Linked DNA regions of Arachis hypogaea: region 1 is linked to region 2. The links are chromatin contacts, called in public Hi-C maps. All regions are on one chromosome and are shown on one strand. The core of a region is the stretch at or near the end of the contact, and the rest is flanking DNA. Distances in the headings are between cores, read along the strand shown. Region 1 holds the start of LOC112702636 (NDR1/HIN1-like protein 6). Region 2 has its middle 13 kb from the start of LOC112703992.

Evidence for each region. A called contact is a pair of places that touch in the nucleus more often than the background predicts.
Region 1: a contact with region 2 is called in a Hi-C map of an unstated tissue, with 4 times the contacts expected there. The contact joins the promoter of LOC112702636 here to the enhancer-like site in region 2. A contact is called at or near these places in 4 of 8 Hi-C or Micro-C datasets (leaf and an unstated tissue).

The regions. Positions count from the first base shown.
Region 1 is chr7:16,287,760-16,293,209 of arahy.Tifrunner.gnm2.J5K5, reverse strand. It overlaps LOC112702636 (NDR1/HIN1-like protein 6), which reads left to right and starts at 3,755. Exons shown (of 1, transcript XM_025753768.2): 1 at 3,755-5,123. The coding sequence starts at 4,035. The coding sequence ends at 4,808. LOC112702638 reads left to right here. Exons shown (of 2, transcript XM_025753769.3): 2 at 1-17.
Region 2 is chr7:16,130,030-16,135,742 of arahy.Tifrunner.gnm2.J5K5, reverse strand. No RefSeq gene overlaps it. Among protein-coding and RNA genes, the nearest start is that of LOC112703992, 13 kb to the left of the region's middle. Within about 2 kb of position 4,267, at least 3 of the 3 cell types and tissues checked have open chromatin away from gene starts, as enhancers often do.

The sequences.
Region 1 (5,450 bases), core at 2,506-5,005, 160 kb before region 2:
TTTCAAGTTTCTATTTCTGAATCATCTCAACTCAACTAATTATTTCCAACCGACTTACACAATGTGCTGCTTGCAATATAACATCTATGTTCTAAGTCTCATTACATAGCATCAATGCAAATACATATATTTTGGGGGTAATGTATGCTTTTTGCTTTTAAAATTTGTTTAAAAATTTTAAAAATATTTTTAAATTTTATCTTAAAAATATTTTATTTGCATTAAATAAATCTCCTGATAATTAATTTTTTTAAAAATTTAGGACAAATTTAGTAATAGTTTTACAATAATAATTTTTAACACAAGCAAGTTAGATATAATTGTCATATTATTATTGGATCAGTTTAAAATTTTTTAAAAATTTAATTCTAAAAAATTTGTGATAAAATTAAAATAAAATAAAATTTAAGAATATTTTTAAAAATTTTAACAAATTTTAAAAATAAAAAATATATTTTACCTTATATTTTATTGTTAAGTGTACATAACCAAATTATTTTAGTAACTAAATTTAATTAAGTTAGTTCAATAACTTAAAAGTTAATAACAAAAAATTTTAATTAAAAAAAGAGGCACAATGAAAAACAAAAGCTTAATTAAATTAATTTAAAAGATAACTTATTCAACTTGTATTTCTGTGTATATTTATCCCAACGCATTTCTTATGTGACAATCTATGCTTATCTTAATTCCTTTTTCTATTTGCTTGAGATTACTCTATTATGCACTAATAATATAAAGACAACCGTTCCAATATCATTTCAAAGCTAAAAAGTGAATTACACTTTTTCATGTATTATTATATGCCTATTTTGTATGCTTTAATTTTTACATATAAAATAATTATGTTTAAGGTTTAACTAATTCAAACATAGTTAGAGTTTCAATAAAAATAAATTTTTGGAACATATATCAAATATATCCAAGATTCTGTAAGTATTTCATAAGTTTTATAGTCTTATAACAATGAAAATGATGCGATAAATTAATTATCTAAAGTTTAATTTAAAATATTTTATAATAAAACACGTAAAAAAATTTATTTTATACGTTAAAACATATATAATTATGCTTATATATAAAAAAAGTTATTTATTCTCTAATTTTCAAAAAGTACTGAAGTAATTGTCCAATATAAAATAGATATATTTTAGCTAAATTATTTATTATGATGCAGATTTATATCTTAAATACTAATTTTATGCGAAAATATTTTCGTGTAAATGAGTAGTCATCTATCTTTTCATTATTATTTCATTAAACACTTGTATTATGAAAGATGAATAAGTTAATCTATAAACGAGTCAAACATTTTAATGATATAATATCACAAAATTAAATATCTATATAAAAAATTTCACCAAAAATACATAAACAATATTTTGCAAGTAATCTCTCAAAGAAAAAAAAAATTTCTACCGAGTGCATAATAGTATAATAGAATAATAAAAAATATTATTGGTATACTAAAATTAATTATTAAAATTAATTATTAATATATTTATATATAATTATATATGTAATTTAATTTATTTTTAATTTATATTTATATTTCAATATGTGTTTTATGCTGATGGTTAACTTTAACTTTAGTGACTCTTTTAATATAATCATAGTTTATAGTATATAGAGATGTGATGCCATCAATGATATCACAAGGACCAATGTGAGCCACCAACACAGTGGAATTGAAAATTGATAAACTCATCTATTAATTGTGTGTTAATTTGATTTAGAACTTGTGTGATACAATTAATTAATTAATTAATTGCGACGGCCATGACCAAGTCCCAGTGCCTGTATTAGAGGCGGAGAAAAGCACACGCATGAAAGAATCTTCTAAGGTGAAACCTTCTCTTAAAGTGTGAATGCAACGTTTTATATTTTTTTTTACTAGTAGTAAGCAAAATGTGGCGAAATACCTTGTTGAGAATTGAGATTTTAGCTTTTCGTCAAAGTAAATAAGGGAAAAATAAATGAATTCAGTGTCAGCATAATATGTTCTAGATATATACTGGTATATCATGAGGGATTTTATTCAAAATTCTTCACATAAATTATTGTCATGGAGTAAGTTTCATTTTAATCCATGGATTTTTCTTTTTGTTTTGTAACTCAATAGACCAATTTCAAAAGATGAAAAAAAAAAAAAAGGAATTTGTTTATGTATTGCACGTGTTTGTTTACCTACTTACCAAAGTTTGAGAGTTATGTACACGGTGTGGGTAAGCTAAGTTTACAGGATTGCATCTTAATTTTAAGAGATAATTAAAAAATAAGGGATCGAAATTAAGAGATTTATTTATGAAACATTTAAATGATGTTTCGTTTCAAACTATATAAGATTGAGTGCACAACTTCTTCTCAATTGACAGCGGCTTATAAACAAGGGAATTGGTGAATTGCTTCCAGTATATATAATATCTTTCAATCAAATTGACTATTATTGCCTTTGCATTTACATTAGTTTTTCTGTGGGATGAAAACCGTTATATTACACACATTTTTTTTGGGTGTCTATATTACACACACACACATAATAATAATAATAATAATTAGGAAATTACTTTTGAGAATCTGGGTTATATAACATTCATTATACTTTTATTTCTAAAAATTGTTCTGCTAGGAGGACAACAGAAATTAGAAAAGTAAGAAAAATCGGTAAAAATTATACATTATTCAAAATCTTAAAATCACATCTTCAAGATTTATGTTGGCAAGCTATTATTAGGTATTGTTTTGTTGTTCTTCCAAAATTATCCTTTTAAAAAAGTTGACAATTGACATTGGCTTTGAACATAAAGCATCTCTTTTCTTTGGAGAGGATATTGGTTGTAAATATGGTAAATTAAGCAAGTAACAGTAATAATACTATTGTCCAACTTCAGAAAATTGTGATGTAACTTACTACTCAAATAGTCTATTGACAATAAATTACAATGAATAACTCAAATGCATATCTATTACTTTTACTAAAAATCCCATATTTGTATCACTATTAACCTCTAAATAATATTGTTTGTGAATTTTCGTGTATGTCTTCGTTAAATATTTATTTTTATCAATATTACCATTATTTTAAGTATTATAAAAAAAAAGGGTTTAGCTAATATGTGCTTTTATAGGATTCATGATAAGTTTATCATTAGTCGAGGTTTTAATTTTTTTATTTAATAAATACAAATTTAATACATTGAAAATGTAAATTTTGTGTATTTTCAATAAAAAATTTTTAATTTGTAATCTTGACTTATGCCTTTAGAATACATGATAGATAAATCCAAAAAATAAAAATACTATGTGCACATAAAAAATTTAATATTATATATTTTTGTATAAACATAATATTATTTAATTTATTTTAAATATATATTTAATATTTTAAAATATATTTTATACATATAATTAATTTAAGGTAGAAACTTATGTGCGGTCGACTTCACGTGAACTTAATAAGTAAAACCGTTAAATAATTTATTTGACTAAATTTTTATCTAATAGCTCTCAACTATCAACTTCACGTGAAGTCAATTTTACCTTAATTTAATGAGTGATTTTTTTATATGTACTCATGGTTATAACGAAATGGTATATATCGAATATAATAACCAACTTTTCTTGATGGCATTCAAGAATTTCAGAAAGCATATAATAATAAGGATGCTCGAATAAGAGACGCAAGGACCCCAGAAAAGAAAAGGAAAAAAAAAAGAAAGAAAGAAAAGAAAGCAGTAATAGAAACTTCGGCGGCATTTTTATTATAAAGACACAAAGATTGAATTGAATATCTTGCACTTCATATGACGTGACTTAGAACATGACTTTACCTATAGAAGGTGACATTTTTCATTTGGTGCCATCAAAGTCAAAACTTGGAAAAGCTTCAATCTTCCAACCCTTCATATATGCCATGACCTAATCCAAGACATGATCATTTCATTCATTAAATACACTTCCATAGCCAAAAGTAACAAAACTTGATACCCCATTTTTCATTTGAGATCACATTCATTCATATACTTGTACCAAATATGGGAGATAATCAGAGAATCCACCCTCTTCATCATGACGTTGAATCACCACCATCGCCGCCACCGCCACAACCATCGGCACCTTTGGTGCCAAGGAACATGTCCAGATCGGATAAAGGCGATCCGGAGTTGTCAAATCAACAACCACCGCCTCCTCCGCTGCCTCCTGCTCGCAACAGAAGATCAAGAAGAGGTTGCTGCTGCAAATTCCTCTGTTGGTTTATAAGCATATTGCTTATCCTGGTGGTGGCGATCGGCGCAACGGTGGGTATACTCTATCTTGTGTTCAGGCCGAAGCTTCCGAAATACTCCATCAACGAAATTGGGGTGACAAGATTCGATCTTTCAAACAACGATAGCTTAAGTGTCACATTCAACTTGACAATAACAGCTCGGAATCCAAACAAGAGAATTGGAATCGATTACAGAGGTGGAAGCCACATTAGTGCTTATTACAATGGCACGAAACTCTGTGATGGATCGTTACCAAAATTCTACCAGGGTCACCATAACACTACAGTTCTTAACATTCCTCTTTCAGGGGAAGCAGAAAATGCAACAGCTTTGGAAAATTCGTTGACGCAACAACTGCAGCAAAGTGGAAGTGTTCCTCTTCGGTTGAAGGCGAAGCAACCGGTGAGGATTAAGTTTGGGAAGTTGAAGATATTCAAGATCACCTTCAGGGTTAGGTGCTGGATTGTTGTGGATAATCTTAATGCTAACAACTCCATTAGAATCAAGAGCAGTAGCTGCAAGTTCAGACTCAAGTTATAGATCAGGCTCAAGTTATAGATCATCATTCTTTGGTGCTTATTATAACTATTGTTCATTATAATTACTATTAGTATAATATATGCCATATATATATTGCTATGTATTACTATATACTATTTTTTTATCATTTTTTTTATATGGTCTCGGATTGAGATTATTATTTTATTTTTTATTTTTACTTTACAGATGGAGATTTACATTTTAGGATTTTTCTTAGTTCTGTACTCTTAATTTTGTATTTTTCTGCCACTACTCATGTCCATATTATTTTTTAATGATCGTGCTATAGCATATATTATATTGTTATATCCTTTATACTATTTTTGCTAACATGCTATCCTCTATATATATATATATATATATATATATATATATGTGTGTTTAATATCTTATTGTTAATTTTTTTTATTTTTAATGTAACGTGGTACAAAATATACTAACAAAATATTTAATTACAGGATTTTTGTAAAAAAATGTATATAGTAGTACTATCTTTAAAAAAAAATAAATGTTCTGTTTGAATTTTTTATATTAAATAATTGTCTTGTTAACAAAAATTTAGACCAGACTCCTTTCTTTATTTCCTTGACATTTTTTATTGTTAAAATACGGAGAAAATAGTGGAAAGAAATAATAATAATT
Region 2 (5,713 bases), core at 3,018-5,517:
ACATTTAACAGTTAACAAAAAATCAATTAGGCAAACCAAAATAGTTATGCAGACCCAAGCAATTTCAAACAAATGCAGTATGATGCACGCCTGTCCTACTGGCCATGAGATCACGTGTCGATTAAACTGCCAGAACCTGACACATCCAATAGCTAACTCGGATATCGTCTCTCTTCTGTGCATCCCAGGAGGCATACAATTGAGGGATGAGTGCCCTACCACCTTCTCCTGTGAAGTCGTGCCATATTGATCGAGGGATTGGTGCCTTACTACCTTGCAAACAGAGAGAATGTGTTTTCAGGGATATAGTGCCTGTCACACTCTAGGAATATAGTGTCCGGCACAATCTTAGGATATATTTTCTAGCACATTTTTCAATCATAATCATAATCAATAATAATCAAAATTGAAATCGAAATCGGAATCATAATTACTTATATTCACATTTATCACAAAGATAATTATCCTCAAGCCGTGAGCGGGATGAAACCAACATCCTCACCACAGTTGAGAATTGAAACGAAGAGAATTCTCACCCTTCTATCCAATCCTTCTGATGCAACAAGTAAGGAAATCCTCAACCTCAAACTTATCCACCATAACAAAAGAGGAAATCTTTCATCCTCAACTATTCACTCTGGGATATAGTACACGCCACACTCTTGGGATATAGTGCCCGCCATACTTTTCAATCATAGTTTTCATCTTAAGCCTCATATAAATCCTCACATTTTGATCTAAGCCTCTAATCAATTCAATTCAATCTTAGTCATAATCTTAACCAGCTTCGTAGAGCATAACTCATCATAACCTATTCACATACATATATATGTATAACCGAAGAGAATCCTCAACCTCCTCAATTCTTGAGCGGGACTATACTACCATTCTCACCGTGAGCGGGACGAACTATCATCCTCACATCACACTGCAACTACGAACAAGCAAGATAAAACCACTGTCCTTACCCGGTGCAGGTGCCAAGTCAATACGCAAGCGGGACGAAACCCACACTCTTGTTAATTCAGTCTTTCAGATCACATTCATTCAAAATTTTTTACTCAAATCAATTTTGTAAGTTATGACATTCATTAACCCCAATTCTTTATCAATTTATCAATTTCGTTATCTCGTGAACGAAACTAAACCATCGTCCTCATCGTGGGCGGGACGAACCATTATCCCCTATTTTCATCCGATTAACCAAGTGTTTATTTGGGAATTAATTCAATTCAATTTACTAGATATACCCATAGTTATTTCAAAACTTAAAAATTGGTTATCAGATATCATACAGGTTTACAGGGGGTCATAAGCGTGTCAGGAAGGCTAAACAGTAAAAAAAATAGCATTTTGTAAAAACCAAGTCGTGTGCACACACACACCTCTATGCGCACGCACAGATCAGCAAGCTTTCCAACGTGATGTGTGCTTACCTCCCTATGCGTGTGCACAAGTTCATTTTTTTCTTCTTGTGTGTACGCACGCCCCTGTACACACGCATGCATAAGAAAGTTTTTTGGTGTGCTACAGAATTTGTAATTGATAGTTTTTCACACTGATTTTCAAATGTTCATAACTTTTGCTACAAAATTTATTTTTCTTTCATTCTTGGACAGTCTTAAATTATTCTTCCCCAGCTTTAATTCAAGATAAAGTTCATTCAATTTCAAACTTCGAGCGTCAAGTTATGGCATGTCAAAATTGCTCAAAAATAAATTTTTTACACAAAATTCTGCATAGATCAACTTTTACAAATTCTCAAATTTACCTCTTTTAAAACCAACATAACCTAATTCCTATGTACCCTCTATACTCAAACATCAATCCCAAATCACATCCTAGCTATTCAAGACCCAATCAAACAATTCCAATTTCCATAAATTTCGAACTCAACATTATACCGTAACAAACTCAATGCATATTACATTATAGCATATTCACATAGTCAATCCTCATCAACTTATATTACCAATATTCCTCCGATCATAGCCTCTGGCCCAATTATCATTCAACAACATTTAATAATCAATCAAACCACAATCCGTATCCAATTTCAATCATACATATATATAGCTCATCAAGACTCAATTCATCAAAATCATGCCACATCATGTCACCATTCAACCATCAACTAGTATTTATTATTCACAATAAACCATCAATATCAACCACATCAATTATCTCAATTCATCACTAACCTAGGGTCACTTAACCTAGGTTTTACATAACATTACATAGTGTTTACCCGAAACAAAAATCCATATCTTCGTTGATGGTAGATTTTCAAATCCTTTGAATCTCCTTTTCAATCACATCCAAGCTTTAACCAAAACCTCTAAGCCTCACCCGATCCTCCTCTGATCAAATGGCGCACCCAATTCTGCACCAATTCAAACCAACCTTCCAAGCTACTCAATTTCAATCTAATTACATCAATTATCAAGTATTTACACTAGAATTTTCACTCAAAATTGGGGATAATGGAGAAATTGAGTTTTTTTTTTTTACTTTGCTCTACATAATCATGGGTTAAAACTCCACTAAAAATTGTACTTAAACTCCCACCTAAAATATTAAAATCACAATTTTTTAACACCTCAAACTCCAAACTCAAAAACATATGAAAATAGAGAAATGAGATAAGGTTATTGGGATTACTCATTGCAAAAGTTATATAGAATTGAAGAGAATGACGAGGTGATCACGTGGCCACAAATAAGTCTTCGATTGAAGCTCTGGAATGAGAGAAAATTGAATTTGAATGGAGGTATGAATAGTGACTCTCTCTCAGTGTAAGATTATGTGATTTGAGTGTGAAATGGGGTGTGTTACGTTTTTATATAAGTGAGTGAGGGGTATTTATGTTCTTTCATCTATTGGTTCCACTTAGGACCAAAATCTTTAAAATAAGTGTTCCGATTTTTATTCTAAATATTTTTTTAATTATTTTTACAGTTTTATTTTTCTCATACGCAATACCGAACAGACTTGAAGTCTGTACAGTTAATTATAATGCCGATAATTACATTTTTGCACTCTAATTAATTTTCTGAGTTCGATTTATCCGTAAATTTTTTAATTTTAAATTTTAAAACTTCTTTCCAAACAAAATATTTTAAAAATTCTCTTAGCTTACTCTTATTTAGTTAATTAATTATTCAATTAATATTTTTTCAAATCTTACAAAAAATATTAAAAAATTGTCAGAAGGCTATACTGAATGATGGGAAAGTGATTGTGGTGAACAAAGTTCTTCTTATAGTGCCAGAGTAGACAGATATTGTTAAGATGGTTTTTAGATCTGATGTTTTCATGATGATTCAAATGTCAAAAAGGAAAGGAACGAACTCCCCAACATTTCATGCATTTGGCCAAAGCATTTGGATTTAGTAGCATAACATTTCTTTGTAATGTATCCAACTTATGGGTCATGGAGTTCTTCAACCAGTAGCCATACCGCAAACTTTTAAATGTCTTAGAAACAATATCAGCCAGCTCTAATAACCAATGACCGACCCTGAATAACATAAAAACCTTAATCTAACTGATTGATTGATTGCGATCTTTTATCCAAATCAATCGTTTGTTGACACCAAGACAACCGTCCGTCGACCAACCCTCCAATTGACCGCCAGTCGATTCGAGATGACGTAGGAATGTAGGATAGAAAGCGAAAAAGTGAATGTAGGATAGAAAGCGAAAAAGTATGGTAATTATAAATAATTTATAAATTGATAGTTGAGAGTTGAAAGTCGTTAAATATTAAAATATTAAAATAAGTTGATAGTTGAGAATCATTAAATAATTTAGTAAATTTAACTAAATTATCATCATCTAATAATTATTAACTATCAATTTTATATAAAGTTAAGTAATTAACTATACGTGAGTTCTACTATAAAATAAATAAATGTTGTAAAAGAATTTTTTTTTTATCTCGTCCATCATAGCCTGTTGTTGTATATTCTCTTTTGGGCCATATTCTAGTCTCCTATTTCTTTTTCTATAAGGCCCACTTGCTCTTCTGGCTATTCACAAGTCTTCTTTTGTTTTTCATTCAATCTGGGTAGAAATTCCGTACCGGCTTACCGCCCACTTCCTTCTTTTTCTTTTTCTTTTTTTTTTCTTATCTCACTTAGATCTTTGATAATCTCTCCTAGGAAAGATTACCCATCCTAAAATTGGTCCCAAATCCTCTAGGTTCTATAGGATTCTGGTCCGTCTAGTTGAATTTTTTGATAAAAAAAAATCTTTGTATTGTTTATCCTAACCCATAGGATTAAGGCCTAAATTTTATGGAACTGACCTATTGACAGTACTAAATACGATATATTCCAAATTCATAACAGAAAGGATAATATTGTCAACATCTAGAAATCGGCTCATAAAATTAGTCATTGAAAAAATGGTTGTGAAATACCAGTATCGGAGTAGGATGGGTAAATATTTCTTGAATATGAAAGCATAAACAAATCTCTAAGGGAAAATTGTTATTTAGGTGAGGCAAATTATCATTTTCTTTTTTAACCCAATTACGGAGTCTAACAAAAAAACAATTAACTTTAGTCAATAAATAAGTAAATTTTCAATTACTCACAAATTTTTAAAATTATCTTTTTCTTTTATTTTTTTTCCAAACACCATAATTTCAACTATCATCAACCATTAGTCATCATTACCTAATACTGCTGGCCACTTTAGATCTGTTCTAAGATGTCCCTAAAACGGATATTGTGTAAATAAGCTTATGTGAAGAGGTTGGAGATAATCACGAATCCGCCTGAAGTGCAAAAACTATTACAAACTATTGATTATAAAAACAACTTATAAATAAAAACAACTAAAAACTATGTTAACTTATTTTATTCAGGTATAACAAGTTGAATTTTGATTGAATTCCATTCTAAAAACGATTCTGTTGCATGAGTCACCAAACTAAAAGAAAAACCGTAATTTCATTATGTATATATAATATAAAAATACATATTAATTAATATAATAATACAAATAATAATATACTAGACATATAAATAATATTGTTATCAACTAAAAGAAAACATGCAATTTCATTATATGTATAAAGAAACGAATATAAAAATACATATTATATTTGTAAATAATAAAAGTAAAAAACGATACACAAATAATAATTATAAAAAAAAATCTAGGAACCAACTATAGTAGCTAACTAAGCTAATCTCTTTTCATTTTAAAATTTTAAAAAATAGGATAATAAGTTTTTTTATAAGAAACCTATTTTTTAATTAATTAATTAGAATTAACTTTACTCCTAATTATTTAAATAACAGGATCGTAATGATAATTTGACTAACTCCGTTGTTCCACACGTCTACAACTAACCCAGTTGATCATCTATTAACTGAGGATGAAAAAAAAATGAAAATTATATTTTTCACTCTCACACGCGTATATTCCATTTAAAATGTTAGAAATAAGAGATTAAATTGAAAAAAGAATTTGTATATTATTAAATTGTATTCAAATTATTTATTTAAATTATCTAAAATAATATAATATAAAATAATATTTATAAATACTAAGAGAATTATATAATAAAAATATAATTTTTATAATAAATATTTAAATATATTAAATAATACTAATTAATTCTGATATAACTACACTGAAAATGGCAAAATGCTATGTGTTAATAATTTATTGAAAAATTTTACCAATCACTTTATTGGTA